Linked DNA regions of Sus scrofa: all the other regions are linked to region 1. The links are chromatin contacts, called in public Hi-C and HiChIP or PLAC-seq maps. All regions are on one chromosome and are shown on one strand. The core of a region is the stretch at or near the end of the contact, and the rest is flanking DNA. Distances in the headings are between cores, read along the strand shown.

What was found. Hi-C and Micro-C count contacts between places; a contact is called where the count stands out from the background. HiChIP or PLAC-seq counts read pairs in DNA pulled down with a chosen protein or histone mark.
Region 2: a contact with region 1 is called in an H3K27ac HiChIP or PLAC-seq map of alveolar macrophages. The contact joins the promoter of PRCC here to the promoter of IQGAP3 in region 1. A contact is called at or near these places in 1 of 47 Hi-C or Micro-C datasets (epiblast stem cells) and 1 of 2 datasets of contacts at active chromatin or transcription factors (alveolar macrophages).
Region 3: a Hi-C map of skeletal muscle shows a contact between it and region 1, with 4 times the contacts expected there. The contact joins the promoter of MRPL24 here to the promoter of IQGAP3 in region 1. A contact is called at or near these places in 3 of 47 Hi-C or Micro-C datasets (embryonic fibroblasts, liver and skeletal muscle) and 2 of 2 datasets of contacts at active chromatin or transcription factors (alveolar macrophages and skeletal muscle).

The regions. Positions count from the first base shown.
Region 1 is chr4:93,494,087-93,498,247 of Sscrofa11.1, reverse strand. It overlaps IQGAP3 (ras GTPase-activating-like protein IQGAP3), which reads right to left and starts at 2,249. Exons shown (of 38, transcript XM_021089671.1): 1 at 2,051-2,249. It overlaps NAXE (NAD(P)HX epimerase), which reads left to right and starts at 2,336. Exons shown (of 6, transcript NM_001078664.1): 1 at 2,336-2,517; 2 at 2,667-2,775; 3 at 2,901-3,011; 4 at 3,099-3,212. The coding sequence starts at 2,336.
Region 2 is chr4:93,323,448-93,327,608 of Sscrofa11.1, reverse strand. It overlaps PRCC (proline-rich protein PRCC), which reads left to right and starts at 2,110. Exons shown (of 7, transcript XM_001924343.6): 1 at 2,110-3,115. The coding sequence starts at 2,648.
Region 3 is chr4:93,351,127-93,355,287 of Sscrofa11.1, reverse strand. It overlaps MRPL24 (mitochondrial ribosomal protein L24), which reads right to left and starts at 2,259. Exons shown (of 6, transcript NM_001244448.1): 1 at 2,203-2,259. It overlaps HDGF (hepatoma-derived growth factor), which reads right to left. Exons shown (of 6, transcript XM_013996955.2): 6 at 3,479-4,161.

The sequences.
Region 1 (4,161 bases), core at 1,000-3,499:
CACTGAAGGAGGCCAGGGATCGAACCGCAGCCTCATGGTTCCTGGTCAGATTAGTTTCTGCTGCACCACGGAACTTCTTGTGTCATTATTTTAAAGTTACATCTCATCAAAATGAAGTCAGCGGTTGACAACCCTTTAATGACATAGTTCTGCATCTGGTGAGGCATTTCAGTCTAGAATAATGCTTTAGACAGCAGACTCTAGGTCACGCTACTTGGATCCTAGCTCCACTGACAGCTGTCGCTGTATCATTGGACATGTCATTCAACATTTCTGAACCTCATCTGTAAAATGGGGATAAACCAGAGTTGTTGTGAAGATAAAATGAGATAATTCATGTCAGCACTTGGCACATATAAATATTTAAAATGTTCTATCAAAAAAACATGCTTCACATTGTATTTTAGAAATGAATCTTCAGAATCACCGATTTTATTTTCTCAAATAGGCCTGCAGGGGGTCTTGACTTGACTAATGCATAAAAGAAAAGCTACTTAGCTACTGGTGAAGTTATAAATCTAAGTTAATGAGGTCTTGGATAAGATTATCCAATTGTAGTATCAACTCTACATTTCAATTCAGATGAGTAAACTCAATTTCCAACCACAAACACAGTCGAACAAAAACAATTTTCCACTATAATCTCAGTCTGACAAATTCAATTTCCTACAACAAATATGTGAAACAAACACAGCTGGAGGTTTGTTTTACAAGGGTACATCCCATAGGTGATGATAAACCTCTTTTAATTAAAAAGGAGACTATCAGAGGAGTAGTTAAAGCAGGAGGGGTTCTTGCCTCTCTCTGAGAACTAAGCAGTAATACGATTCATTATACAGAAAAAAATAAACTAGCATAAAAACAGGACTTTCATTTCACCTGGATAATTATCTTTATCTTAGTGCCTTAATGGTAACTGGTTTGTTATTCCCTAAACTTCTCCCCTAACCAGGCAGGAGTGTTTGCATTTTTAAAAACTCTTGGGTTAGGAGTTCCTGTTGTGGCTCAGTGGTTAACGAATCCGATTAGGAATCATGAAGCTTGGAGTTCCCGTCGTGGCGCAGTGGTTAACGAATCCGACTAGGAACCATGAGGTTGCGGGTTCGGTCCCTGCCCTTGCTCAGTAGGTTAATGATCCGGCGTTGCCGTGAGCTGTGGTGTAGGTTGCAGACATGGCTCGGATACCGCGTTGCTGTGGCTCTGGCGTAGGCCGGTGGCTACAGCTCCGATTAGACCCCTAACCTGGGAACCTCCATATGCCGCGGGAGCGGCCCAAGAAATAGCAACAATAACAACAACAACAACAACAAAAAGACTAAAAGACCAAAAAAAAAAAAAAAAAAGGAATCATGAAGCTGCAGGTTCGATCCCTGGCCTTGCTCAGTGGGTTAAGGATCTGGCGTTGCTGTGAGCTGTGGTGTAGGTCGCAGACGGGGCTCAGATCTGGCGTTGGCTGTGGTGTAGGCCGGCGGCTACAGCTTCGATTAGACCCCTAGCCTGGGAACTTCCATATGCCGCGGGAGGGGCCCTAGAAAAGGCAAAAAAAAACAAAAAAACAAAACTCTTGGGTTAAAAGTTTAGTCTTCTCTGATTTTTTCTTGAAATATTACCGTGACCTGGCGTCTACAGTTTCAATTACATTTTTAACCATGGCATACTTGACTTAATTAAGGTTTATACTTTTCTATTTCCACAGCTTTTATCTCGATGAAGAAGGGTAAGTATTACGTATGATTAGGGAAGTAGAACGTGCTATCCTGGTAAACAGAGAAAGGGGAAGCTAAACTAGTGGGCATAAGGGTCCTAAGTCCCATGAAAAGCAGTGTAAATAAGAGCATTAATTTATTGAGCCCTGTGTACGAGGGGCGCTGTCGACGGCTTTGCATGGATTACCACCCCATGAAGTATGTACTCATATCCTCATTTTATAGGACACTGAAACCAGGAGAGCCAGGTTCACTCAGCTAGTCGGTGGTAGGACAAGAACCGGGGCTAACTGCTCTGCCATACAGCTTCCTGGAAAAGCTACAAAAATATGAAAAATTATTACCAAAGGGCGGTTGGGAGCAAAGCACTTCCGGTTATCTCTGAGGCAATACGTAAATGTTCCCGCGGAGGGCTTGGATCCAGACTGGAAGAGAAAGCGCACGGACACAGGCAGACACCCGCGGGGCGGGTGCGTAAGGCAACCAGCCGCGGAGGAGCGAGCGCGGCGGATCCCAGGACCGCTTTCGGCAGAAGCGCTTGCGGCCCCGGCCTCTCGGGGGCGGGGCAGAGTGCTGCGCAGGCGCCGGGCAGGCCGGGGCGGGCCGGAGGCGCGCGCCCTGCGAGCTGGATGTCTGGTCTGCGGGCGCTGCTCGGGCTCGGGCTGCTCGTTGCGGGCTCGCGCCTGCCGCGCGTCAGAGTCCAGGCCGGCGCCTGTCGCGCGCGACCCACCTGGTGGGGGCCGCAGCGGCTGATCTCGGGTGGCCGCGGGGACGTAGAAGGCATGGCGAGCTCAGCGGTGAAGTACCTCAGGTAGGCAAAGTTCCAGGGCGGGCGGGGGCACGCGGGGCGCAGGACCGGGGTGCAGGCCCTCCCTCCCGGGGGGCGGGACCTGGGGCGGCCGCGCTGCCGGCCCGGCGCAGCACCTGAGGGGCGGGACCTCAGGCTTTGCGCTTCCTCAGCCAGGAGGAGGCCCAGGCTGTGGACCAGGAGCTGTTTAACGAGTACCAGTTCAGCGTGGACCAACTAATGGAGCTGGCCGGGCTGAGCTGTGCTACAGCCATTGCCAAGGTCAGTGGCAAGTCATTGTGCAAGCCCCCTGGCCTAGGCACAGCGAAGTGGGAGGGACAGCCGGGCCAAGCCCGAGCTGTCGCTTCCCAAATGCCCCTCTGAATCCCCTTTGACTCTGCCTTCAGGCCTATCCTCCCACGTCCTTGTCCAGGAGCCCCCCTACTGTCCTAGTCATTTGTGGCCCCGGGAATAACGGAGGAGATGGCCTGGTCTGTGCTCGACACCTCAAACTCTTTGTGAGTATTCGCAGAAGGGCCGTGGGGAAAAGAGCATGAGGTTTCTAGGATCTGGACTTGAATTACAACCCTTTCCTTTCCTCATAGGGCTACCAACCAACCATCTATTACCCTAAAAGGCCTAACAAGCCACTCTTCACTGCGCTGGTAACCCAGTGCCAGAAAATGGACATCCCTTTCCTTGATGAAATGCCCTCAGAGGTAGGTGGCTCCAGTTCAGTGCTCTCTCCTCCTCAATAACCACTGCCTGTGTTCTCTTTCCTCACCTTCCCAAGCTGAGCTCACTTGCTATCTTCCTCTCTAGAGGATTAACTCTTAAGAGGGTAGGGATAGTGCCTGACACAGAAAGTGCCCAAAGTATGGTGGGGGTTTTTTTGTTTTTGTTTTTTTGCTTTTTAGGGCCACATCTGTGGCATATGGAGGTTCCTAGACAAGGGGTCAAATTGGACCTACAGCTGCCGGCCCACACCACAGCCATAGCCACGCCAGATCCAAGCCACATCTGCGACCTACACCACAGCTCAGGGCGACACTAGATCCTTAACCCACTGAGTGAGGCCAGGGATCGAACCTGCATCCCCATGGATCCTAGTCAGATTTCTTTCCCCTGCACCACAACGGGAACTCCCCCAAAGTATGCTCTTTGAATAGACGTGGTTAAAAGTCTTCTCCAAAAGGTGTGCTCCAGGAGTTCCCAGCACCACCTTCTGTAAAGCTTCCTTTCCCCTTTATCTCCTGGGTCACTCCTTTCACTCTGTAGCCAGTTCCTCTTCCCCTAGCAAGCAGTAAACACATTATCTGCCCCTCTTAGGAGCTGAAGTGCCTGCTTCATCCTAAACCCTTTCTTCAGATGCCTGGATTTAGGAGTGGGAAACTTTAGAACTTCTTTTTAAAATTTCTTAGCACATTTTATAGATGAAGAGACTGAGATGCAGAGAAGGAAAGTGGTTTGTTCAAAGGATCACAGCAGAGCTGAGACCAGAACCTGTCCTTCTTGACTCCCAGGCTTAGGTAACCCTGTGCTGTAGATCCCCCCAATGGCAGGCTGGCAGGCACTAAGAACAGAAATGGTGATGGGACTGAGCTTGGCTTCAATCAGTGATAGTTGCACTTAACTCTAAGCTTCAGAATGCCGTATGAATGAGAGAAA
Region 2 (4,161 bases), core at 861-3,360, 170 kb after region 1:
AGACAGATCCCTGGAGTTCCTGTTGTGGCGCAGCGGAAATTAATCTGACTGGGAACTATGAGGTTACGGGTTCGATCCCTGGCCTCGCTCAGTGGGCTAAGGATCTGGCGTTGCTGTGAGCTGTGGTGTAGGTTGCAGACGTGCCTTGGATCTGGCGTTGCTGTGGCTGTGGTGTAGCCTGGCAGCTGTAGCTCCGATTCGACCCCTAGGCTGGGAACCTCCATATGCCACGGGTACGGCTCTAAAAAAAGGAAAAAGAACAAGGACAGTCATTTCCCTTTGAAAGTTTCCCATTCTCTTAAGGTTCTAAATCACTTCACTGTGTGTTAATAGTGAAGTGTTTTTCACAGAAGTAGGGCGGGGCTCCTTCATACTCTATCCATCTTTCAAAGAAGGAGAAGAGAAGTGATTGCCCAAAGTCACCAGGAAGTAGGCTGGGAAACCCAGATTGGAAAAGTTGGTATTAAAGGTCAGCAGTGTGCAGGAGTTCCCTTGTGGTTCAGTGGTATCCATGAGAACATAGGTTCAATCCCTGGCTTGGCAAAGTGGGTTAAGGATCTGGTGTGGCTGTGAGCTGTGGTGTAGGTCAGACATGGCTCGTATCCTGCATTGCTGTGGCTGTGGCATAGGCTGGCAGCAGTAGCTCCGATTTGACCCCTAGCCTGGGAACTTCCATATGCCACAGGTGCAGCCCTAAAAGCAAAAAATAAATACATAAGTAAATAAAGAAGAAGAAGTCAACACTGTGCAAAGCATACCAGTTTCGAGATAGAACCAAAGGTCTAATTTCTCAGGGTAGTCCTCACTGTACCTGCTTTGCAATCAACTGAGGATTTTCTTAAAAATCCAGACTTCTGGGCCCCACTCCACACCTACTGAAGAGGAATCAGTTAGGCTGGAATTCAGCAATTTGCATTTTTAAGAAGCTTTCCCAGGGATCTTAGGCACATTAAAGTTTAAGATTTGGTAGGCAGGAAAAAAAAAGTGCTCTGGGCATCCAGAGCAGGGAGCAAACAGATTGAAGCAAACAGATGGAGAAGGCAGCATATGAATTTGTTGGTGAAGGCAGGGTGAGATTTAGACACATGGAGAAGGTGGGGGTGGGGCGGGGGGAGGTGGAGGGCACAGCAACCTTCTCTAATGGTGAATTCACTCACACTTGGGCCTTCACTGACTCTCTTTTTGGTTGTTGTTGTGGCCATCATCATCCTTTCCATCTTCCTCTTTAGCCTCCTCCCCAAACCTCAACAGTCTTCATGGGCTGAGCTCAGTAGATGCTTCTGCTCTCTGGGAGTAGGGGGATAGAGCACACACAGAGGTGCTTTAGTACATAAAGCTTTAAATTATAAAAGACACAGAGTTGACAAGTAGAGGGCACCCAGTCCCAGGCAGACAGGAAGGGGCAAAGACGAATAAACATGAAAAGGACACAAAATTACAGGTGGACAGGGAAAGAGCAGCAGAATCACGAGCAGACATACCTGAGCTGGGAAAAGGACACACATCAACACGGATGGATAGAAAGGTCACTCACAGGACCAATTAACAAGTTCACGCAGAAAGGCACAACAAACACCAGGCAGAGACAGATACAAAGAACATATGCAGGAAGGGATGGACTCAGGCAATGACTCAAATCTGTGATAGGGGCTGAGATGGAGCTGCCCCCAAATCTCAAGTACCGAGCCCTGCCTTCCAGGGTCCTGCCCATCGTTCTGTTTCACTGCAGAGAGAGCTCAGGACCCAGGCTAGACGGGCCAGATGTGCTCCTGGATGTGCATTTTGGTCAAGGCGAGGGAGATCATTTATTCCCTCTTATGTCACATTTACTTTAGCCTGCAGATGTTTATTATTAGGCCTTCTTTCTGGCTCGCAGCCCAACTTCGTACAGGTCTCTAGGACTCTGATTGTTCCTGGGTGCTCCGGGTTTCTTCAGTGGACTCAAAGGCTTCATCAGTTCATTTACAGATTTACAGATCACTTTCCCTTTAAGCTATTTTCCCCAATCCTCCACCTTCCCAGACTCCCTCACATTCCCGACATCACTTGCAGTTTCTACGAGCACTACGTCTCCCATAAATCTTAGCGCCCAAGCAGCTACCCTAGGGAACTTCAAGTACCGAAATGCTCTCCGACCCGGCTCCCTGACTACCGCGGTGACCGGTGGTACTTGTAGTTGTCCAGGAATTGTCAGACGACTCCAAAAAACTACTCCTCCCAGGAGTCCTCGTGTCAGAGGCGGGTTTACCGCCTGTCTTTCTCCGCGCCGCTTAATTCTTCCTCGGACTCCGATTCCCGCCGTGCCTTGCGCTGAGCTACTTGCGTCGGATAATGGTGCTGTGCTCAAAGTATTCTCTGGGAGTTGTAGTTCCTGTATTGGTGAGGCGAGGAGGAGGCGGAGTGACTCGGCGGCCATTAGCTGTGTGTAGTTGCCCGGGACTAGGAGCTTAAGTGAAGAGGGAAGCCTTATTCGGTGGAAATCAACTGTGGGCATGGGCTTCTGCCACGGATAGTCCTAGAGTACGGGGAAGGCGGGCTTTTTAGTTTCCTGCCCCGCCAAGTGGCGGGGCCCACTAGGCCTCTGGGCATCCCCGGTCTCAAGTAGGCCTTGATTGCCGGCAAGGGCGCCCCAAAGGCGGGCGGCGCCATGTCGCTGGTTGCTTACGCCAGCAGCGATGAGAGTGAGCCGGATGAGGCTGAGCCGGAGCCGGAGGAAGAGGAGGCGGCGGCCCCTACACCTGGGCCCACTTTAGGGGGCTTGTTCGCTTCTCTCCCCGCACCCAAGGGTCCGGCTTTGCTGCCTCCGCCCCCCCAGATGCTGGCCCCAGCCTTTCCCCCGCCGCTGTTGCTGCCCCCACCCACCGGAGACCCCCGGCTCCAGCCTCCTCCCCCCTTGCCCTTCGGCCTGGGAGGCTTCCCCCCACCTCCAGGCGTGAGCCCGGCTGAGGCGGCGGGAGTTGGGGAGGGGTTAGGATTGGGGCTGCCCTCGCCCAGAGGCCCTGGCCTCAGTCTTCCCCCCCCCATCGGCGGCGCCGGGTCCCCCCTGGGGCTTCCCAAGCCAAAGAAGCGGACAGAGCCGGTGAAGATTGCGGCGCCGGAGCTGCATAAGGGGGATGTGAGTATCCGGGAAGGGCACCCCCAAACTGTCCATTGGATTTGGGCATGGGCTAAGCTGTAGGATGGATTCGTGGGGATTCTGGGACTCCGTCCTATAAATGCAACCATTGATTCTAGGCCGCTGGATTCCTGGTACAGTGCGATTAATGGGAGCCGAAGTTTGTCAACTTTCGGGGAGTTAGGGTATTGGTCCACGCGGGTTTCTCCTGCTAGACTCGCCTGCAGAAGGGCCATAAACCATCACCTGGCACTGACAGGCCCAGGCCTAGCGACACTTAGGTCCACTCTCCCTTGTTGCATCTTCACCGCGGGCCAGGTTTTTTGGTTTTTTGTTTTTCCTTTCCCTCTTATACTGAGGACAGCATAAAACCTGGCACTTGAAGAGGTGACAGGAGACAGGATTCCCGAACCCTTGCTGAACATTTAGGACTAACCTTTTCCTTTGCCTCTGAACTTAAAAGCATCGGGGTCTGAAGGAGAAGGCTTGGGATCTTGGATTCTGTTTTTGAGGGGGGCAGGGAAGAAACTGAATATTTTTTTGAGTACAGATCATTTGCCAGGCATTGACCCTTTCCTTGGATTATTACAGAACTGTGGGAGATGATGTCCTAATAGTTACAGATGAGAAACAGGTGTCCAGCGTGCGAGCTGTTACCTGGTAAAGGGCAGAGTGAAGTTTAGGAGCTGAGTCTGCCTGGACTCCAGACCTCTGCCTCAGTTTCGCCATTGAGGTATTTGTCAAGCCTAGGTGACTTAGGACCCTTGGATCCTAGAATAGGCGACTAAACTTATGTTGTTTTCTGAATGTTGGAGCGGACAGTTCGAAGGCCTTCCTTGGAGTGAGTGCTTTGGGGATAAAGGAGACAGCTTAGGGGCAGGTCCTGTTTTAGAGTTCTCCGGAGTTCTTTCCTTTCTCGGTTCTGGAAGGTTAATTGGTCAATCCCTGGCTCCCCTTTGGTAATCCTCCTGAGAGAAGCTGACTGTAGCTCTGGCTTTTCTTCAGACTTCCAACTCTGCCTGGGGGCTCTTTCTGTTCCTTGCACT
Region 3 (4,161 bases), core at 1,010-3,509, 140 kb after region 1:
TGGGAACTCCTCTAGCTCACCTCTGAATCCAGCAGATCCCTGTAGGGCTTGGCATGTAGTAGGTACTCAATAAAAAAGTCATTAAATAAATGTACCAAGAACAAGATGGGAAGCAAACAGGTAATGGACAAAAAACACTGGCATAAGACCAAAAGGAAGGCAGGTAGCAGAGATAAAAACTGAGGTTAAAATGTCCCTACATCACTTCCAATTCCTAATTTCAATGAGGAAATAACTACTTCTCCCTAAGATAGTTTCTTTCTAGAGGAAAAGGGTCCAGAGCCAGACTCTAGAATTAAAGTGTCCTAGATTTCCCAATTAGGTATGTATTTAAAGCCTCCCAATTTTGGATAATGGACTAAATCCATGGGGTGGTGAGAGAACTGAGGGCAAAAATAATAAATGCTGGAGTTCCCATTGTGGCTCACCAGTTAACAAACCCGACTAGTATCCTCGAGGACACGGGTTCAATCCCTAGTCTCACTCAGTGGGTTAAGGATCCAGTGTTGCTGTGAGCTGTGATGTAGGTAGCAGACCAGGCTTGGATCCAGCGTTGCTGGGGCTGTGGCGGGCGTAGGCCGGCAACTGTAGCTCAATTCAACCCCTAGCCTGGGAACTTCCATATGCTGAGGGTGCAGCCCTGAAAAAAAAAAAAAAAAAAAAAAAGTGCTTGGAGTTCCTATAGTGGCTCAGCAGAAAAAATCTGACTAGTATCCATGAGGACGCAGGTTTGATCCCTTGTCTTGCTCAGTTAGTTAAGAATCCAGTGTTGCCATGAGCTGTGGTACAGGTCACAGACGAGGCTCAGATCTGGCGTTGCTGTGGCTGTGGTGTAGGCCAGCAACTACAGTTCCAATTCGACCCCTAGCCTGGGAACCTCCATTTGCCGAGGATGCGGCCCTAAGAAGACTAACAACAACAAAAAAAAAGCGTTTCAGTTTATTGAGCACTTGCTACCTTCCAGGTACCATGCCAAGTGCTTTCCTGTATCATCTCATTTAAGCTCAAAGACAACTGACAAAGGAGGTACCACTGACCTTGTTTCATAACTAAGAAAGAAGCCTAACTTCAAAGTACAAATAAAGTGTGCTTTAATGACATAAAAAGCTCTGAACTGGGAGTCAGGCAACCTGGGTTCTAGTCCCTGCACCACCATCAACTTAATCTGTGACCTTAGGCAACTTGACTTCTGAGCTTCGGTTTAATTATCTGTAACATCTTAGAGGGTCGTTTCTGTCACTCAAAGTGTGTTTAATGTTTTAACAAAGCAAGCCACAGAATCATTTGGATAATATTATTCCTTTTGCACAAATTTTAAAATATATATATGTCCTGTCCCAGGCATAAATATTGACGAGAAGGAAACAGAAAACAACTAAAGTACTTGTTTTGGAGAAGAGGAAGTCTGGAAGGGCTGTTACTTTCCATCTTGTTCCTTCCCATAACGTTTCTAACCACGTGTACTTGAAAAAAAAAAAAAAATTATCAACCGGTTCATCTGAACAGTGAGATATTATTGGGTCATTTTTCTTCTCTCTACTTCTTAATTTAATACGAAAAAGAAATGACCTAATTTTATTTTCAAACTAAAGCTGGATGAATGTTACGAGTCTCAAGGTTCCTATTCAGAAGAATCAAAAAATGCTTTGGAAGCACTACCATGTGACAGATCCAATGCTGGGAACTTCACTATTCCTGGCATTTGATCTTCACACTGCTGTCTGGGGAGGTGGACAGGAGACAAGGAAACCAAGGCCCTGAGAACAGGTCATTTGCCCTAGCTCATACAGGTTGAGAGGAGCGGAGCCAATTTTTAAAGACTCCTGCGTGACATCCCTTAACCTCTGCCATTCTAGAGCCGAAGCTCTGGGGGGAGATCCCAGAAGCAGGCCCCCTAAATCTTTCCCTTCTTTGCCTCCAAACCCTGGAGATGCTGGTGCCCCTTCCGCAGTGAAGCTTTCATGGCGGAGAGCGTCTGCTCCCTCAGGCCTCGGTTCCTAAGGCTTTCCCCCCGAGTCCCATCCTAGGTGAGGGAGACGTCCAGTCCCCAGCAGTCTTCAGCACCCACCCGTTCCAAGCTTCCGATGCAGGGAGACCCCGGAGGAGGCGGCTGACCCGTGCCGGGGCAAAGGAAGGCCCTTCCCACTCTCGCCTCCAGACTAGTCCAGAGGTGCTATCACCTCTAGGCCACAAAGCCCTCACCTCCGCTTCCCGCTGAGTCGCAGAGCCTCCGCCTGCTCCCCCTGCACACGGGACCTTAGCCCCACCCGTCCCCTTCTCGGCTTTCTGGGAAATGGAGTCTTAATTGTACAACTGACGCTCAACAACGCAATAACGCACAGCCTCTCTGCATGCTGGGAGTTGTAGTCCGTCGCTACGAAGCACGAGAGAAAAAGGAAATTTGGCCGAGGAGGAAATCAAGGCAGCGTAAGAGCACCGTGAAGCATGTCGGGAGTTGAAGGCAAAGATGGATAGGCTGCCGGGCCTGGCACATTTCTGCACATGCTCTGCGTGGAGACCTCTGGGAATTGTAGTTACTAGAGACGATGGCTCCATTTTCTAGGTGATTGCGGCTTCCTATTCAAAGCAGAGGGCCTGCCTTTCTCATGAGGCTGCACTCCGAATATTTTCGCCACCCGCCCTTCTCCGCTAGCAGGGGTTAAGGCAGATGACAGAAATAACATTGGCTTTCTAAAATAAGAGATGAAACGTGGGCACTTCAGTGCCAGTCGATGATCTAGTCACAAAATGTCAGACTAGAGGAAACCTCAGGATCTAATCCAGCTATTCCACTTAATTAAGGAGTACTGGGAGGATTTCACGCTGTCAACCTCCTGGCCCCTAATCACCGGTTAAGAGTGGCAGGCATCCCTAGCTTTGCCCTTGAAGGACAAAGTTGTTTCTACAACCAGCCTCAGCCTCGACACCCCCACTTCCCTGGCCATCAGAGGCTGTGGCTTATAATGTCGCCCTTTCACACCCACTCTTTATGCAAATTTTTTTTTTTTTTTTTTTTTGCTTTTTAAAGGCCACACCCTAGGCATATGGAGGTTCCCAGGGTAGGATCCAATTGGAACTATAGCTGCCGGCCACAGCCACAGCATGTCTGAGCTGTGTCTGCCACCTACACCACAGTTCATGGCAACACCAGATCCTTAACCCACTGAGCAAGGCCAGGGATCCAACCCCAAACCTCATGGTTCCTAGTTGGATTTGTTTCCACTGCACCATAATGGGAACTCCTTGTGCAAACCTTTTTTTTTTAACTTTCCCAGGTGCTGATGGGTGACACTGGTAAACAGTGGCCAGGCAGAAGTAGAATACCGGGCATAGTATTATATAATTTTACCCTCATGTAGAATTTTAGAGAATGGAAGAGGCTGACACCCCTTACCTCAATCTAAGTGGACTTGGAAATCATTTGCGCCCCCCCCAATCTGTTAACCAATACAACCCCAAAGAATCAGTCAAAATCCAATGTAGTAATCAATGGGTTTTATTTTCCTATAACTGAAATCATCTACGGTTCTCAGAGCTAAACTTCAAAGCTACAGTCAGCAATTTTTCATCAGAGCCCAAGGGAGAGGGGCAAGGGTGAAAGAGACAAGAGACGGAAGAGGCAGAGAGACCACTAGAAAGAGGTTGGGAGAGGGCGCTTAATTCCCTCTGGCCTCTCGGTGGGTTACAAATCTGATCTGGTGACGACACTGAGGGGACCAGATGCGGGTATGTGGATGGGAAATGACACCAGAAGGAACACCAAAGCCTCAGCTACAAAAAGAAAAGTCATCAAGCCCCAAACAGAAGGGGAGCCTCCCAGTGCACCTCAGAAATGGGAGCAACATTGGGGAAGAAAGGAGCAGAGTGGGGGGGGCGGCACACAAAGGGGTTGGGGGGGGTCTTTAAAATTTTTTTTTTTGTAATTTTCTTTTATTAAAAACATTTCCTAAAAAATGTGTCTTTTCCTTAATGTCTGGGTGACATATGGACTGTAGGCTGGCCTTGAGCACTGTGGGGAGAGGAAAAAGGGCAGCTAAGGATCTCCCCAGGGCATCCCATCTCTGGTCTGAGATCTAAAGGTGGGTGGATACTCCTCAACACTTCCACCCAAGCTGGGTGAAGTCAAGCATTCAGATCTCAGCTCCTTGGCCCAAAGAACCT